2 separate regions of the Oryctolagus cuniculus genome follow, and region 1 is linked to region 2. The links are chromatin contacts, called in public Hi-C maps. All regions are on one chromosome and are shown on one strand. Each heading gives the region's core, a stretch centred on a gene start, on an enhancer-like site or on the middle of the called end of the contact. The rest is flanking DNA. Distances are from core to core; before and after follow the strand shown.

Evidence for each region. A called contact is a pair of places that touch in the nucleus more often than the background predicts.
Region 1: a contact with region 2 is called in a Hi-C map of an unstated tissue, with 4 times the contacts expected there. The contact joins the enhancer-like site here to the promoter of TSEN2 in region 2. A contact is called at or near these places in 2 of 6 Hi-C or Micro-C datasets (ear pinna and an unstated tissue).

Annotation. Positions count from the first base shown.
Region 1 is chr10:114,915,041-114,917,740 of mOryCun1.1, reverse strand. All of the region lies in intron 2 of PPARG (peroxisome proliferator activated receptor gamma), which reads left to right. Among named protein-coding and RNA genes, the nearest start is that of PPARG, 36 kb to the left of the region's middle. Within about 2 kb of position 1,265, at least 1 of the 8 cell types and tissues checked has an H3K27ac peak or open chromatin away from gene starts, as enhancers often do. A contact at or near this core is called in ear pinna, where this site is marked.
Region 2 is chr10:114,769,696-114,772,395 of mOryCun1.1, reverse strand. TSEN2 (tRNA splicing endonuclease subunit 2) reads left to right here and starts at 1,406. Exons shown (of 12, transcript XM_051851720.2): 1 at 1,406-1,495.

The DNA of each region.
Region 1 (2,700 bases), core at 16-2,515, 150 kb before region 2:
CTTACATTCTGTTCTGAAAACGTTTCCCGTAGAGCAGCTGAATTCTCACTTTTCTCTCCTGCTTCTGGTGGTCATTTCACCACTTGTCATAAACTCCACTAGAGGGAGTTAAAAAGGAACGAAGGAAATCAGAATGTGTACATTTTTTATATTACCCTCGAGGCCTTTAGCATCCATCACTGACAGTGATTACTAATAAGCTGGTACTGCTTGGTGGACATACACCAGTTAAGGAAGCCTCCATAACTCCGAAAGAAGCAGGTGGAAAAGTTGTTAGTCGTACACTTACTGATGCTAATTCTTGAAATCTTTGATTGTAGAACAAGGTTTTCTCTTGAAGACAGGGTTGCATCTTCGCTCATGAGCAGATGGGCAGTGCAGATGTCTGACTAGTAAATAAGAAGCTGCCTACCTTCTGTCATTTTTTTTTTTAAATCATGGTAAACTTATTTAACATAAAAGTTACCACTTTAAGTGCACCGGCATTTATTATATTCAGCATTGTGTAGCCATCACCCCTCTCTACTTTGAAAACTTTTCATCACTCCAGACTGAAACTTTGTGTCCATTAGAAAATATTTCCCTACCATCCACCCCTAGCTTGTGATTTTTTCTCTTCCTTATGTCTCTCTGAATTTTCCTATGCCAATTATTTCATATAAATGAGATTATATGGCTTATTTCAGTAAGCACAGTGTCTTCAGGGTTCACCCATGTGTCAAAATGCCATTTCTTTTTAGGACTGAATATTCTACCACCACATAGATGTGCCAAGCTTTGTTAATCCGTTGATATATATACTTAGGTTGTTTTCACCTTTTGCTATTGCAAATAATGCTGCAATGAACATTGCTGTTCAAGTACTTGTTTAAGCCCGTGATTTCAGTTCTTCTGGGTGTATTCCTAGAAACGGAATTGATGAGTCATATGGTAATTCTATGTTTTGCTTTTTAAGGAACTACCAAACTGTTTTCCACAGCTGCTGCGCCATTCCACATCCCCACCAGCAATATGAGTGGGTTCTAATGACTCCATATCCTTAGCAACACTTTTTAAACTTTTTTACTTTATTTTTAAGAATTTGAGAGGCAGAGAGAGAGAGAGAGAGAGCAAGCTATTACCCACTGGTATACTCCCCAGATGTCCCCAACAGCTAGGGTTAGGCCAGGCTAACACCGGGAGTTTGGAACTCAATCCAAGCCTCCCATGTGGGTGGCAGCAACCCAACCACGAGGGCCGTCACCACTAGCTCTCAGGGTCTGCATTGCCGGGAAGTAGGAAAAAGGAGCTAGATAGAGGTGCTGAACCCAGGTTCTCTGATTTGGGATAACTGCTAGGCTGTTGTCCCCATGATTGTATTTTTGTGTAATGGCTGTCTGGTTGCATTCTGGTTGTGGTTTTGTTGTGTATTTCCCTAATGACTGGTGATGGTGAGCAGCTTTTCATGTGCTTTTCTGACCCTTTGCACATCTTCTCTGGAGAAGTGTCTGTTCAGGTCCTGTATTATTTTTAATTGAGTTGTGTACCTTTTGCCTTTCTGTTCTTGCTTTTTAATCCACTTTCTCACATGCTTCTCAATGTAGTCAAAGATATGTGAGCACAGGTCGATGCTTCCGGTCACCTCCCCATCGCCACTACACGGGATTAACGTCGAAGGCTTTTTGTGCTGTTTCCAAAATCAGAACCCAAGAAGCTGTCTCTCTTCAAATAAGAACATTTTCTGGATGCTTTAAGACTGTGGAATCTCTTGTATTCTTTCCCAAATCGCAGTTTAATGAGTCCACAAGTAGGGAATGATTCACTGAGAAGCACTTCAGAAGATAAACATCCATTTCCTCAGAATGAGACATTTTAGACCATCTTTTCTCAAACTGGGATCCTCAGATTTCTGGAGATCCACAAATGTATTTTTGGGCTCTTAGAGTTTTGAAATTTTTAAATATTGTGTTTTCATGTCCATGATAATCCAAAAAAATCACTCTCGGGCCCACACATCACAATTCAAGGATACTTTGATGGACTGAGACTTTGCTTTCTTGTATGCATTTTTTTACCCTGGGTTTATTACATCTCTGAGGAGTTGGAAGGCACAGCTTTGGCAGGTCTGTAGGATTGTTCTTCTAATTTTAAAGAGACTCATGTATTAGTGAAGCTTAAGAAATGCTGATCTGGGGTGGCGCTTGTGGCATAGTGGGTGAAGCCACCGCCTGCAGTGCTGGCATCCCGTATGGGCTCCGGTTCGAGTCCCTGCTCCTCCACTTCTGATCCAGCTCTCTGCTATGGCCTGGGAAAACAGTAGAGGATAGCCCAAGTCCTCTCCACCCTCATGGGAGACCCCGAGGAAGCTTCTGGCTCCTGGCTTCGGATCAGCACAGCTCTGGCCCAGCTGTTGCAGTCAACTAGGGAGTGAACCAGCGGATAGAAGACCTTTCTCTCTCTCTCTCTCTCTCTCTCTCTCTCTCTCTCTTTCTCTCTTTTTCTCCTTCTCTCTCTGTGTAACTCTGACTTTGAAATAAATAAATAAGTCTTTTTTAAAAATGCTGATTAAGGGGTCAGTGCCATGGCACACTAGGTTAATCCTCCGCCTGCAGTGCCAGCATTCCATGTGGACACCAGTTCTAGTCCCAGTTGCTCCTCTTCCAGTCCGGCTCTCTGTTGTGGCCTGGGAGAGCAGTGGAGGATGGCCCAGGTGCTTGGGCC
Region 2 (2,700 bases), core at 157-2,656:
ACAGAAACACAGAAAACCAGGTTGTGCATTGGTCAGCTGATGCAAACGTTGTGGCGGGAGGTTCACAGGAAGCCAGCTCTCTGCTCCCCAGCCTTCACTGAGTGGCTGTTTGCAGAACGGAACTATCTGGAACAGTGACAGTCGTGCGTGTGAAGCTATGCCATGCACGCGTGACGCAGCATTTCCTTATCGCTCGGCGCTGCGGACTTAAATGCCGCTTCTCTGGGGTTGTTTTAAAACCGTCCAGCAGGGGGCCAGCAGCATCTACTGAGTGAGTTAAAGACGCAAGATGTCCATCCAAGATGCGGGGGTGCGGAGACCACGCACTACACGGTCCTGTCCGCTTCGGGGAAAACCTGAAAAATGATGAGAAAAGGTTATTTACAAATGTACGGTGAGGGGCGAGCCTGGTGGCACAGCCGGGCCGGCAGCTGCTTGGTTACCCCTGCACCCACCTTGGAGGGGCTGGCGCTGGTCCCACCTCGGCTTGCGATCCGGCTTCCTGCTAACGCACCCCGGGAGGCAGCAGCGATGGCCCAGTGCCGAGCCTCACGTGGGAGGCCCAGATGGTGTTCCCAGCTCCTGGCTCAGCCTGGCCCGGCCCTGGCTATGGTGGGATTCGGGGAGCGAACCAGCGCGTGGAAGATTCTACTTCTCTTTGTCCCGGTGCCTTCCAAATACCTCTTTTAAGTTTAAAACACTGATTGTACGTCGAGGAGAAAATCTTGGGGAAGAATCTCTTGTTCAGTGGCTTTGCTCCCAACCCTCCGGGTGGACAGGGCTCCAGGTGACGTCACCTGAAATCCCATAACCAGTGAATCCCAAATCCCGAAACGACGGGTGCCAGGCCGGGAGGCGGAGACCCCGGCTGTGGTCTCGGCCTCTCGTCGGACCTGCAACTCACAGCCCCCCTGGGACCAAGGGAGGTGGCGGCGACACCTCAGAATTCCCGGGCTGTGGTTCAGCCGGGGCGCACAGGTGTCTGCGGGGGCCCGACAGGTGCGCCCGGGGCCGCGCTGCACACAGAGAAAGCAGGGGCCGCCTTCAGGGCCGGCCTCAGAGGGTCCTTTCCCCCAGGTCTGGTGGCCTCAAGGGTCCCGTGCCTCCGGGGGGCGAGGACTCTAGGTCTCAGCTCCATGACCTGTAACGGTGTCACTGGGTGACACTGGACAGGCGACTGCGCGCCTCGTCTGTGAAATGGGTTTGTGAGGGGGAGTGAAAGGAGCGTAGCATCTGTACAGAGGGGTTGTCCGTGTCATCTCGGGCCAGAATTCGCGCCGCCCGGGTTAGAGAGCACGCGAGGAGGCGAGCCAGGTGCACAAGGGCCCCGCCTACAGGCCTGCGCAGGCGCACTCCGCCAACAGCCGAGGGGCGCGCCCGTGAGCTCTGCGGCTGCGCAGTCGGCTAGCTTTGCGGCCGTGCCGCTTTACGGCAGCGGTGTTGGCGCCCCGACCGGCGTTGCCGAGGTTACGGCGAGCGCGTGGAGCCGAGACAGGTAAGGAGGCCGGGCTGGGAGCGAGCGGGATGGAGGCTCGGTCAGCGGGGCGAGGGGGAGGCGCCCGAGGCCGGACCGGCGAGGGCCGGGTAGGGGCCAGGCTTCCGCGTGCTGCCGGGCGCCGAGTCCTCCGCCCGTTGCTGCGGACGCCGACGCCTCGTCCGGCGCTGGCACTGCCCCGTGCGCCCGGCCGTCGGCCTGAGGGGAGCCGCGGCCGCTGGAGGGTCGGGGCGGGGGCCTCCCCGAGGAAGGAGGGGGCCGAGGAATGCGGCTGGCCAGCGCCCGGCCGCGGCCCGCGCGTGCGTGTGTCCGCCCGCGGTGCTCGGGCTGCGGCTGCTGCGCGCCGCGCAGGTGTGTCTGCTTCGCCCGTCCTCCTCGCCGTCCGCGGGTGGAGCGTCCAGCGTGCTTTTCCCTGGGGAGGCTGCGCGGCTAGGCGCCCCGTTGTTCCCCGGAGGGGAGAGTAAGGAGCAGGCCTGGCTTGTTGTTGTAAGGTTGATTTATTTGACAGGCAGAGCGGCCGAGCCCAGCTGGCGGCAGCGTTCGGGCCAGGTCTGAGCCAGGCCAAAGCCAGGAGCCGGGAATCCGTCCTGGTCTCGCGCACGGGGCGGGCAGGGGCCCAAGCACTGGAACCATCACCAGTGACTCCCACCCCGGGCACACTCGCAGGAAGCCGTGTCAGAAGCAGAGCAGCCAGGACTCGAACCCGGGGCTCCGACGGGAGGCGTGGCTCAAGCAGCTGTTGAACCGCTGGTACCGCGTTGCCAGCCTTCACCCTTGCCCACCGTGCACACACGAACACCACTCCCAGGCTGGTTTCTTCATCTGTTCACTTCTCCGCCAGAGAACCTGCAGTGGGGGCTGGCGTTATGGCTGAGAGGGCCAAGCCGCCGGTCGTGACCCTGGCACGCCATACGTACTGGAGTGCCAGTTCAAGTCCCAGCTGCTCCGCGTCAGGGTCAGGCAGAGGGTGGCCTGGACGCCGGGCGCCCTGCCACCCATGGGGGAGACCAGCGTGGAGTTCCTGGATCCTGGCTTCCGCCTTGGCCCAGACCTGGCTGTTGCAGCCATTTGGGAATGGATGGAAGATCTCTCTCATCTCCTGCCTTCTCTCTCTCTCTGCTTTTCAAATAAATAGATCTTTAAAAAGAAAAGACACTGCAGTGGTGTCAAGTCGAAGCCAGTGTTTGCACCGAGAGCCCTGACTG